Regions from separate parts of the Sus scrofa genome. Here regions 1, 3 and 4 are each linked to region 2. A link is a contact called in public Hi-C and promoter capture Hi-C data. All regions are on one chromosome and are shown on one strand. The core of a region is the stretch at or near the end of the contact, and the rest is flanking DNA. Distances in the headings are between cores, read along the strand shown.

Region 1 (3,023 bases), core at 472-2,971, 770 kb after region 2:
TCTTTTTAGGGCCACACCCACAGCATATGGAGGTTCTCAGGCTAGGGGTCGAATGTAAGCTGCAGCTGCTGGCCTACACCACAGCCGCAGCAACTGGGGATCTGAGCTGAGTCTTCGACCCACACCACAGTTCATGGCAGTGCCAGATCCTTAACCCACTAAGCAAGGCCAGGGATTCTCTCCCTCTCTCTACATATATATACATATATATATAGGTGTGTGTGTATACACACATACACATATTTTGTCTTTTTAGGGCTGCACCTTTGGCATATTGAAGTTTCCCAGGCTAAGGTTCAAATCAGAGCTGAAGCTGCCAGCCTACGCCACAGCCACAGCCATGCCAGATTTGAGGCTCCTCTGTGATCTACACCACAGCTCATGGCAACGCTGGATCCTTAACCCACTGAGAGAGGCCAGGGATAGAACCTGCATCCTCACAGATACTTGTCAGATTCGTTACAGTTGAGCCATAATGGGAATACCCCCAACAAATATTTTTTTGATGAATTCTATCATTAAGCACTCATACTGAAAAACAGGATTCAATCAACTGCTAAGTTTTGTCAATTTTACCTCCTAAATATTCTAAAATCAGTCCCCTTGTCTACTTGCCATCTCCCTTAGGTCCTCTTCTTATCTAGCCTGGGTCCCTGCAATACCATCTCAAAACCCTCCTTCTCAAGGCCAACAGATCTTACTAATGTAAATCAGATTATGACCACCCCAAACTTAAAAATCCTTCGGTGTTCCCCCATACCTCGTCATCTAAAGGTGAATTCCAGGCTCTATGACATATATGTGGCCCTTCAAGGTCTGGCTTCTGACTCCCTCTCCAGCCTCATCTCACACTTTATGCTCCAGCAACTATGAATGCCTGCTGATTGCACACCTTCTACCCTTTCTCAGTTTCCACTACCTGGAATGCTTCTGGCTAGCTAACTTCTCTTCAGAAGCAAAGGTGGTTGGAGGAGAATCTAGGAAACCAGTATTCTTCCAGAACATATTTTCCCAAACGGGACCCTTTCTGAAAAATATAACTTGTTATGTTATGCCAGTTGCAAGTTGTTAAAATGGACAAACATAAGTAAAAGACTAGGAATCAAAACCACATCCCTAGATGAGGTAGCGGCGGAAGTTGGCTTGGCTTTATTTCCCCACCAATCAATCGCGCAGGCTCCGCCTCCAGAGGCTAGACCCTACCCGCACCTCAGATTCCCCCAGGTGCTTACTAAAAGACAATTCAGGTCTTTTACCTCTAAAAAAGCACTCCTCTCCCTCCCACCCCACTGGACTGGTATCCCCTCCTCGAAGCTCCTAACTCCTTGAAATAAATTGCTCATCATTCAGTAAACAGTGCTTGCTCATCGTTATAGAGACAGCGCCCAGCACCAGCCTAGCACGCGGTTGACAGTCAATAGAATTAATAGCTAAATAAGTGACAGGCTCTTCTCAGAGCTTACTTTTCCTGTCGTGAAAAGGCTTCTTCCGGACCCCGCCCCTACCTCAGCCAAGGTCCTGCCCCTTCCGTAGTGAGACCTCGCCCCTTCGGCCCGCCAGCTCAGGCCCCGCCCCTTTTCTTTAAACTCCCTAGAAGACTGTGAGAGTTTGGCGCCAATCGTGTTTTTTTTAATCCCTCCCAAAGGCGGGAACTAGTAATGTGCGCCGGGACGTGCTTTGCGTCTGATCTGATTGGCCATGGTCGCTCTGTCCCGCCTCCGCGTGCTGATAGCGCCCTGGCATTGGTGGAGATGAGAGGGAGACCTTGGTGTCCAGAAAGGATCCCGGCCGCTTTGGGCCAGGCGGGGCGGGTAAGTTGATGTAGGGGTCGGTTCTGTCCCGAGCTGCTGGAGAAGACGTTGCATCGCACAGTAGTGGTCTGCGTGGAGGCCAGCGGAGGCCGGCGGCATCCGGGAAGCAAGGAGTCGAAGGGAGCGCGGAGTTGGTGGAGGGAGGGCGCGCCTGCTGTCTGGGGCCCCCAGGTAGCCGCGTTCCCACCGCCTTCGGAGGTAGCTTCTGGGCTCGCCCCCCAATACCTCTGTGGTCCCTCGAGAGGATCTGGAAGGGGGAGGGGGCGAGGGAGAGCGCAGGTAGGAATTGTCCTTTCGACTTCGCTTCCTGCCCCTCCCCCCAGTTACCTTCTCCTGGGAAGGTATTCTTTAAAAGCTTTTGGGGTTCTTTGGAGGAATGGTTTTCCCTGGGTCTGGTGATCACTGATGCGGGTTGTTTCTGAGATAGTTACGCCCAGAAAAGTTGTTTATCTTAATCTCTACAGCACTAGAACCATGCCTAACACATAATAGGCCCTAAATCAAATGTGAACATGGAATTCTCAGAGTTTCAGGATTTGTGCTTCAGGCGTCAAGGTAGCTCTTCCCTGGTCTTTCCCATTCTCCACAGCTCCAGCTCCAAACCTTTTGCCTCTCTTCAAGACCCTTCCCCCATCTCACTTAAGCCCTCTTTGATTAGGGGGCGGACAGAGGCCTTCTGGGAGAAAATCCTCCCATTCCCAATTATCTAATACGTTTCTTGCCATTTTACAAGAGCTCGTCCCTTAAAAAAATTTACACTCTTTTTTCTAATGTGATATTCTTGATTTTGTCATCATGCTTTAGAGACAGCTGGGATCCTATCCTTTTACCAGATGTTTGACCGTGGGGCAAGTCTTTTTTTCTTATCCGTTTCCTCATCAGTAAATTGGGAAAAATAATGGTATGTACCTTGTAGGACTTTTGTCAAGATTTAAAGTAAATTAATATTGTATTTAGAGTATTAGATCGGTACATAATGTACAGTATATATATGGCTTTTTTAATTCTTTTACCCTTACATCTCTTTAGGGATCTCACTGTATTAGATTAAGCCTTTCACATGAACCTAAAAATACCCTCTTCCCTGACTCTACAAATGTTTTTGTTTTTCTATACAAATGTTCGTTTCATTCCCTCAATTTTTTTTTAAGGAAACTTATATCAGAATCTTTTTTTTTTTTTTTTTGTCTTTTTGCTTTTTCTAGGGCCTCT
Region 2 (2,967 bases), core at 185-2,684:
CAAACCGTAATAAGTACTAAACAGCTATTAGAGTGGGTAAAATTTAAAAGACTGATCAAATCAAGTGTCCAAGAGGATGTGGAGCAAACAGAACTCTCATACACTGATAGCAGGAATGCAAAATATTATAACTGTGGGAAAGAATTTGGTATTTTTTAAGGTTAAATGCACACATACCATATGATGCATTGCTCTCCTAAAAATTTACACAGGGGAAATGAAAGCACATGTGCATACAAAGAAAGGTAGGTGAATGTTCACAGCAAATTAGTCTGCAACTGTCAAAAACTGGAAACAACCCAAAGGACCATCAAAAAGTAAATGGATAAACTAATCTGTATTCATAACAACAGAATACTAAGAAATAAAAAGAGCGAACTATTGATACATACCAGAACATGCATAAATCTCAAAACAGTAATGCTGAGTGAAAGAAAACAGAGGATTCCCCCCCCCCAAAAAAGAGCATACAAAATGCAAACTAAATCTACCGCGACAGAAAGCAGATCACTGGTTGAGGGCGCGGGGGAGATCACAAAACGCAGGAGGAAACCATAAAAGGTGCTGAATGTGTTTACTACCTTGATTGTGATTCACAGGGTGTGTGTGTACCTGCGCGCGTGGAAGTCAAAATTTATCAGGCTTTAAATTTAAAGTCTGTTGTGTCAAAGTCAAAGATGAAAAAGCCCTCAACGTGAGTCATGTTAAAAAAAAATCAAAACAAAACAAAAACAAACCTCCAGTCTCAGTGTAGATCAATTTCACCGCTTAAAAACTGCCCCTCCTCCTCCTCTTTAGCAACCTCCTTCATCTCAAAACTGACACTTGTCCCCTCCCCTTCCGAGAACCTTTCACAAACTCCTAAGCTGAAAAGTATTGCCCACTGAGTTCTTTAGTCCTCAGCTCCTGCCACACAAACCCCCTATCTACCTTCCCGATGGCAACACTCAGCCTTACTGGATATTGACAAGTGCCCCCACTTGCTCCGGTCCAGGTTCCCAAACACTCATCCACGAAGCTTCATCGGACCGAGCACATCTCGGTCCTGAAACACCACCACCAGACACTGAACTATCGCAAGCTGCGCCCCCTCAGCCCACCCATGGACCCGCGGGTGCTCAGGCACTCGAACGCCACCCCCCCGTCCCGCTTACCTGCTACCGGCTGGCCTCGCCGTGGACAGTTCAGCCACCGCGGCGGGATCTTGTTGTGAGCCATGTCTTGGGGCCGCGCACAGCCGCCCCCTCCACCAACGCTCGCCGCGCCTCCGCCGCCGCCTCCTCGCGGTTCGCTCTGCACCCGAGGTCCGAGGCACCCGAATCCCGGCCAGCGTCCGAACCCGAGCAGCCCCGACCCGGGCTACTGTCAGCGACCGCGCGCCACTTTCATTCCGCTCAACTCTAGACTAACCCACAATGCACCGCTACTTCCGCCCCCAAAGGCCCCACCCACTTCTTTCCGAGGTCAGAGGTGAAGAGAGACAGCTCGGGGGAGGGGTGGGAAGGAGTTAACGCCCAGAACTAAAGGGGCGGTCTTCCTTCGACCCGCCCCGCGCGGGTCCCATCCCAGCCCCTTTCTTAGGGTGGTTCCACGCATGCGCTGCTGCCACAGTTTGGAGTCCCGCAGGGCGACTCTTATTTTCCTTTCTAGGCAGCAAATGGAGACTCCAGAAATCGTGAAACCAAGCCTCTTTCCACACGTAGACTGGTCCGCAGATTTCATAAATGCATCCGTTTTACTAAGAAAGGGGCCTTTCCTCTGTTGTCATAGCTCAAGGGCCTGATCGCCATTCCTCGGTCAAATTTGGCGTCCCGACAGAATCTGAGTTTGAATGGGAATTTGGAAAGTTCTTTCTGCCGTGGATTAGGGAAACCAGCTTTAGAGAAATTCTAAGGGCGAGAGACTGGAGCATCGGAAATGAGTTTCTTTTTTTCAGAGTACTTCTAGGGATCCATGAAACATCTGAAATTAATCCCAAAACATTTTTTATGAGTTTTGTCTGTACATTTCTAGAGAAAATTTTATATCATATTTGGGAGTCTCAGAGGGTCCATGTCTCAAAATTACTAATGTGTATAATTGGCAAAGGCAGGAATCGGAGAGCAGAGTACCACTACATGGCGGTGTTCTCTGCTTTACCAAACTGTCTCTCCCTTCGAGTTAAACACGGGTGACTGGAGGCGCTTTATAAACTATGTCCATTAGCAAGTTACCAGACTAATTTAGTTAAAGTATTACATATGAAGCTGGATGCTGGCAAGTTATAACTCAGCAGTTTGGTTTTAAGTACCTGTGCTATATCTGACCTGCAAGAGCTTGAGGTTTGGGAGAAGGCATCATAAAGCGTCGATGGGAAACTGGCCCAACAGTTCAGCCCTTGAATGCCTGGACGATCTCAGTAAGATCAGAATCCTCCCAGTAAATAGAGAGGGCCCAATGGCTGTCTCTCTGAGAGAGCCTGAGTTAGGTCATCCTGGCGATCTGTGCTGTGGTTACATCTGCTGAGATCTTTGGGGAAAAAACATCATTCCTCTGCCGACAGGACCAGATAAGCCTGTTTCCTTACAGAGCAGCAATCTGCCCAGATGATGCCCTGTTCTATCTTCTGCTGGCAGGACAGAGTTGGTACCAAGCCCAGAGTGGTGCAATGTTTGATTCCCCAAATCTCCAAGGATGGAAAAGGTGAGCCTGGTCCTGGGAAAATACCTCACTTTCCCTTCCTGGGGATGACTCCCCTTGGAGACTGTCCTCCTCACACACTGTGTCACCCAGGGAGCTCATTCCTGGCACAGGGAGAGCTTCACAGAGGCTTCATACCAACGATGAGTGGCTGTTTTGGGTTGTAAGGCAGCAGTCTGTGCTTCATTTTTACACCACTACCCAGTTATGCCCTCTCCAACCTTAGTGCCAACAGACCGGGAAGGCCATGTGGCTCCCTTCTGCCCACAAGAGTGGACAGAGTAGGAG
Region 3 (3,136 bases), core at 265-2,764, 990 kb before region 2:
GCTCATTCTTGACACTGTTTCAATAGTTTAAAAAAAAAAAAAATACCCTAGGCATTTGAGGAAGGATATTTTAAAATCTGACCTGAAAAAACAAAACTAAGTCAATTCCAAATGGAAGTTACCAAACAGAGGTAAATACTGAAGATTTTTTTAAGCCAACCAAAAAGAAACAAGTAAATCAAGCTATGAAAAGGCTTTGTCTACAGATCATATTATTACCAAAGGCTCACACATGAAACCTTTGCGTGCTACACACAAAGGAAACATTTACACTACCAGTCCACAAAAGCTATCCTATCCCTTGTGTGCCAGGGGCGCATGAGGATTTTCAAAGTACAGAAAAAACTGGACATACACATGCAGTACAAAGCAGCCAAGAGGTATTTCCCCGTGGTCACTTTCAGGAAATGCTTCAAGATGAAAAGCAAAAATAGTCTTAAGTCCCTCGGAATCTTGAGTTTATTTCTTTACTAGTCTCAAGGCCTAGGTTTTTTTCTTCCAACTACTCTTCTGGGCAGAAATAAAGCACTTCCAACTAAAAGCACCTACTCAACCCCGATTTTCAATACAATTTGCTTTTCATTAAAAGTTCAAGTTTCTCAAGGTCTAGACGTATAGTTTGATCATATTACAGTACTCGGGAAGAGCATTTTCTTTGTTGTTGACCCTGCTAGGGAAACAGGTCTTGACTCAGCCAAAGTGGCGTTCTTGTGGGTGATTAATGACAGGCCTAGATCTCGCCCCAGTGACATTCCTCCCCACCCCCCACCCCCTCGGTACTAAAATCAGCCATGTCTGAACCGGAGGAGGGGCTGCTGCCTCTCCTCAAACCACCCAGTCCCAGAGTTAATAGGTGCAACCAATCGATTCAGGAAGACAGCCATTGAGATTGGGGCGAAATGTGTGACCCTTCTCCTGCCTGTATTTCCGTGTAGCACCCTCTCTGATCATTTCCGCTGGGGCTCTCCAGACTACGGAAACGTTCGATTCCAGTCATTCAGACCCAAGAAAAAGATCTTCCTCTTCCCCACAATACCCGACAAGGAATGGCCCCTACCCACCCCCACCCTGACCTCCCCCCCTTGACATCAGGCCGTTTCTATTGTGTCTCTAAGACCGGAGGAGATTAAAAGAAACGTGGTCGCCCGAGGACTCTGCTAAGAACGGGGAGCAGTCCAGCACCCCCAGCCTCGTGGCCGCATCCCGCGCCCCAGGACCCTGTCCTCTCTTCTCCCCCGCACCCCACCCCCCGAACCGGCGGCCGCAGAGCCGAGTCCCACCTGTGGTGAGGCGGGAGGAGACGTCGCCGAAGGGAGACGGCTCCATTCGGAGATACTTCTGCGGCGAGGCGGCGGCGGCCGAAAAGGAGGCGGCTGTGGCCGCGGCCGCCGACGACGGGGAGGCGGCAGCCGAGGTGGGCGCCGACAATGGCGCACATCGCCTCCGCTTTGGGGACGCTGGGCTCAGCAGCGGGTCGAAATCCAGAGTCCTTTTCAGAGTAGCTCCGCACGCCATGGCCGGGCCGCCGGGGAGCCGGGCTTGGGTGGGGTAGAGGAGGGGTACGGGAGGGGAGGGCAAGGGAAGGGGGGAGAGCGAGGCCCCGAAGAGCCTAACCGACCGGCTCTAGAGCGGAGAGGCGGATGGCGGAGCGCCGACGAGGGGAGCAGAGCCGCCGCCGCCGCCGCCTCAGCGGCAGGGGCAGTGGCCCAGGCCGGCCGGGGCGAGAACGGGAGGGGCGGTGGCAGCAGCTCACGCCGGCCGCGTCAGGGGGGCTCTTCCGCCTCCTCAGGCGCGGCTCCCCCGGGAGAGGCTCCAGCCGCCCCCGCCGTCCGTTCGGGCTTTGCGCCGCGCCCGAGGCGCTCCTGCGCTGAGACCGGTTCCTTCAGAAGTCGATACCAGCCCCGTGAGGTGTGAGGCTGGGACACGGCTCCTAAGACCCCCGCCCCCCGTCGAGACAGGGTCAGAAGCTAGAGAGCGGCGGTCGATGCGGCAGGATTGTGAGGTGGCGGCGGCGGCAGGAGCTCAGGCGAACACGTCCAGCCGCTAACCCCTCCACTGTACGACTCTTCCACCCGCCGCCGGCCCCAATATGGCGTCAATAACAACGCCGCCGATTCAAATCCTGCGGCCTCAAGGCGCGTGCGCATAGAGGGTGGGCGACCCAAATGTGCATTCTGGGATTTGTAGTTTTTCACTCTACGGAAGAATCGGCGTGAGAAGCGGTTAGGGAGGAGTCACGGAAACTACGACTCCCGTCATTCAAGGCGCACGATTCCGAGTTCCGGATCGGAATTTAAATCCCCCTACACAGCTTGAATGTAAAAGGAACTGAGCGAAAGAGAAAAAAAGAAAAGGCTCAGAGAGAGTGGGAAAAAAGGAAAGCCAACCAGTGGGGAAAGCAGGCTTTAAAAACAACAACAACAACAGCAACAACAAAACCACCTTTAAATTTCAGGACATAGTTGTCCTGGTACCGCTCCTACAGTGATTGAACAACCGAGAAAGAGAAAGCTAATCCCACCTAACAACTCAAGACAGATTAGTTTTGATAATAAGAGTGGCCAAGACACAACCTGTCACATGGAGGGGCTAGGAAATAATAAGATTATGGAACCTATTTAGGACTGCAAGAGAACAACAGTAATAGTATCAGGTTACGGGAACCTTGATTGTACTCGATGCTTTGCCCTTCCCAGGTAGCTGCTTGCATCCACTTATTAAATTCCGCTTTACCCTTTAAATGAAAAGGGTTTGAACGACACGCAGATGTAAATTGTTTTGCCTTGGATAAAAAGCTAGTGACATCAGAAATTGTACTGTCTCTGTTGAATACTGGTGTATATCTTAACGAATGGTAAAAATTAAAAGACAATGAAATGTCTAGGGAGTAGACCCATTTGGGACCCATTTTGTAAGAAGAAAAAAAAAATTTCCTAGAAGTTATATTTCTAATCAGGTACCTAAAATAGAAATCAAATAAAGCATTAATTATAAAATGATTTATGTGAAAAACTGTCATCAGTCCTTTGCCTATGGAAGCTATCACCAATCCAATACAAAACTAGTTATCTACGTGAATGCTATATTATCAAATGATCATAAGTATCAAATACTGGCTTTCAATGCTTTTTTATCC
Region 4 (3,147 bases), core at 516-3,015, 590 kb after region 2:
TTTACAAAACTGTGTTGCTGATCTCCTGAAGGTTACTACTAGTCACAAGGAGCAGACATCACCATGAAGGATTTTGGTGTTTTTCTTTTTCTTTTTTTTTTTTTTGGCTTTTTTAGGGCCACACCTGCAGCATATGGAGTTCCCAGGCTAGGGGTCCAACTGGGGCTGTAGCCTACGGCCTACACCACAGCCACAGCAATGCAGGATCCAAGCCGTATCTTTGACCGATGCCACAGCTCACGGCAGTGCTGGATCCTTAACCCACTGAGTGAGGCCAGGGATCCAACCTGAAACCTCATTGTTCCTTGTCGGATTCGACAGGAACGAGAGGAACTCCTAGTGTTTTTCTATATATGAGGAGATGCAAGAATTGGGCACATAAAATCTTCTAAAAATATCTATCTGAAGACCTGTTTTCCAGTTTTCCCAGAGCACAGAGTGCTTCACTCCTGATTTTCACCGAGCTCCACGCGGAGTACTATGGGTTGGCAGCTGCATAATTTAATCCATGTAGAGGCTGACGGCAAGCGCCAAACTTCAGTTCACAGGTGTGCCGTTCCTTCATACACCCCTGATGTACTTCCCAAATCATCATGCTCTAATTTTTATCTTTTCCTGTGTGTGTGCAGTTAGTTTACCAGAAAAGTCGGGTGATGATACTGTGGAGTGTAGATTCAGCAAAGTTTGTAAAAGTTAAAATTTCTTTTAAGAAAGTGAAAAATAAGTAGTATTAAGAACAATAATCAAGATACACCATCTCAGTGATAAAGTCCAAGATATCTACTAGACTTTTTTAAAAAACTCACTAATCAATACAAAAGGGCCAGGGCCCTCCCTCACTATCATCTTGGTCTCACCTCTTCGGTGGCATTTTTGTTTCTTTTGAATTCTTCCCTTGCCCAGTCCTTCAGGTATCTGCGATCAGAATCATTTGGAACTTGCCGAATTGCTTGCAAAATCCTTCTGTAGAGGAGGAGAACTTGCTGCCTTCTCATGAACTGGTCAGGAGAGTAGAAATGGCAATTAGAGCTGCACCGTCCACAGCCGAGGGCTTTACTTTAGCAAACCAAACTTACTGGATGACTTCGCTTTGGTCCTCAGTTTTAAAAGGGGCAAAGAAAAACAACCCCCCCCCTTTAAGAAAACAGCAGCAGTAAGTTTATCTGGTCTGTTTGCTTGCTCCTTTGTCAAACATAAGAACCCTTAACCTCGAAAGCTGCCCACTGGGCAGAAAAGGGCTACCAGTCTCCTAGAAACTGTAACCACTGCAAGAATAATTTTCCTAAATTAAGGAAGTAGTTAAAAATCCCTTGGTAACCGCATCTGCTCCTTCCCAAAGCTCAGAACAGGCAGAATAGTCTTTACCGTGGCCGCTGGGCAGCTGAGGTGTCGGGGCACAGAAACACAAAGCCTGACCTGCCTCCCAAATCAGGGACTGAAGGGTCGCCCCGCCCCCCTGCGCTTCCTGTTGGCTGCGCGGCTCGAAGCCCCGCCCCCATGCCCGTGCCAATCAGAGTGCGGCGCGCTAGGGTCACCCGCCTGGTCGTCCAGAGGCCCACTCTGTAGACTGGGTTCTGGGAGCGTGGAGAATCGAGCTTAGCTCGGCTCACCGGAAAGCTGCCCTAAGAGGCCGGCGAGAACAGCTGGTACCTGTTTTAGCGTTAGCGTCGCTGGGGGTAAGCGAGAAGTGGCCATGTCCTCCAGTCAGCTTGGTTCTCCAGGGCCCCAGCGCGCAGGAGCGGACGTGAGGCAGTGAGGGGGCGGGGCGAGCTCGGTTTCCTGGGAGACGGCCTGCAGCTTGTGCCTAGGCCTGGAGAGCCCCGCGGTCTCTCTGAAGGCCAAGGGTTTGTAGTCAAGTAGTTATCAGCCAAGTTTTCTCATCCGTGAAACAACAGTTTTTTCAGATTGTTATGAGAATGAAATAGTAGCAAGGTATTTAGCACAGATCCTGGCATGTGGTTAAGAAGTTTAAGTTAAGGTTTTGGGAAGTGAGGGGAGAAACGACTGTATTCCTTTTAAGATTTAGTATATATAATTTAGAATACTAAGCCGTGAACTCTGATGTGGGTTGCAGACCCTGCTTGGATCCCGCGTTACTGTGGCTGTGGCATAGGCTGGCAGTTGTAGTTCCGATTTGACCCCTAGTCTGGGAACTTCCATATGCTGCAGGTGTAGCCCTAAAAAGCAAAAAAAAAAAAAAATATATATATATATATATATATATATACAGTAAAATATAAAATACCAATTTCTCTTAAATTTAGCGTCTTGCTCTTTCTTTTTTCTAGTTTTCATCCTGTTCTTTTTCGAGCCTTTTTCTGGGCACTGTAGTCGTAGTAATAGTAATTAGTTAACAAGTCTTTACATGCTTGCCCCAGGAGTTCCGGTCGTGGTGCAGTGATTAACGAATCGGACTAGGAACCATGAGGTTGCGGGTTCGGTCCCTGCCCTTGCTCAGTGGGTTAATGATCCAGCATTGCCGTGAGCTGTGGTGTAGGCCGCAGACGCGGCTCGGATCCCGCGTTGCTGTGGCCCTGGCTCAGGCCGGTGGCTACAGTTCCGATTAGACCCCTAGTCTGGGAACCTCCATATGCCACAGGAAGTGGCCCTAGAAAAGGCAAAAAGACCAAAAAAACAATGCTTGCCCCATTGCAGTTTTATGAATTTTTGTATCCCAAATAACAAGGAACTGAATATCCCTATACCTTAAGATTTTATTTCCCTGTACTTGTTTTAGCCTCCCCTCAGCACACTCTATAGACTCTTAGGTTATATTAACTGCAAGTGGGGTTAGTGAATCCTTCCTACTTTTAAAAATAGAATTATGGAATTCCCATTTTGGTTCAGCGGTAACCATACTAGTATCCATGCGGCTGCAATTCAATCCCTGGCCTTGCTCAGTGGGTTAAGGATCTGGCCTTGCCGTGAGGTGTAAGCCGAAGACATGGTTCGGATCTGGGGTTGCTGTGGCTGTGGTGCAGGCCGGCAGCTGCAGCTCCAATTCAACTCCTAGCCTGAGAACCTCTGTATGTCAGGGATGCAGCCCTAAAAACTCCAAAAATATAAAAATAAAATGGAATTGTTCCTACTTAAAATACAGGGAGTTCCCTCTGTGGCACAATGAGTGGATTAGGAATGCTACTGCTC

What was found. Promoter capture Hi-C pulls out the DNA fragments that hold promoters and counts their contacts. Hi-C and Micro-C count contacts between places; a contact is called where the count stands out from the background.
Region 1: a promoter capture Hi-C map of liver shows a contact between it and region 2, with 6 times the contacts expected there. The contact joins the promoter of CASP8AP2 here to the promoter of RNGTT in region 2. A contact is called at or near these places in 1 of 5 promoter capture datasets (liver) and 2 of 47 Hi-C or Micro-C datasets (heart right ventricle and liver).
Region 3: a promoter capture Hi-C map of fetal liver shows a contact between it and region 2, with 7 times the contacts expected there. The contact joins the promoter of AKIRIN2 here to the promoter of RNGTT in region 2. A contact is called at or near these places in 2 of 5 promoter capture datasets (fetal liver and liver), 1 of 47 Hi-C or Micro-C datasets (heart right ventricle) and 1 of 2 datasets of contacts at active chromatin or transcription factors (skeletal muscle).
Region 4: a Hi-C map of embryonic fibroblasts shows a contact between it and region 2, with 2.4 times the contacts expected there. The contact joins the promoter of LYRM2 here to the promoter of RNGTT in region 2. A contact is called at or near these places in 1 of 5 promoter capture datasets (liver), 2 of 47 Hi-C or Micro-C datasets (embryonic fibroblasts and subcutaneous adipose tissue) and 1 of 2 datasets of contacts at active chromatin or transcription factors (skeletal muscle).

Annotation. Positions count from the first base shown.
Region 1 is chr1:57,832,530-57,835,552 of Sscrofa11.1, forward strand. It overlaps CASP8AP2 (CASP8-associated protein 2), which reads left to right and starts at 1,722. Exons shown (of 11, transcript XM_005659298.3): 1 at 1,722-1,811.
Region 2 is chr1:57,060,551-57,063,517 of Sscrofa11.1, forward strand. It overlaps RNGTT (mRNA-capping enzyme), which reads right to left and starts at 1,435. Exons shown (of 16, transcript XM_021089928.1): 1 at 1,155-1,435. The coding sequence starts at 1,218.
Region 3 is chr1:56,068,068-56,071,203 of Sscrofa11.1, forward strand. It overlaps AKIRIN2 (akirin 2), which reads right to left and starts at 1,515. Exons shown (of 5, transcript NM_001278752.1): 1 at 1,281-1,515. The coding sequence starts at 1,515.
Region 4 is chr1:57,653,130-57,656,276 of Sscrofa11.1, forward strand. It overlaps LYRM2 (LYR motif-containing protein 2), which reads right to left and starts at 1,766. Exons shown (of 3, transcript XM_003121299.4): 1 at 1,651-1,766; 2 at 858-998. The coding sequence starts at 1,695.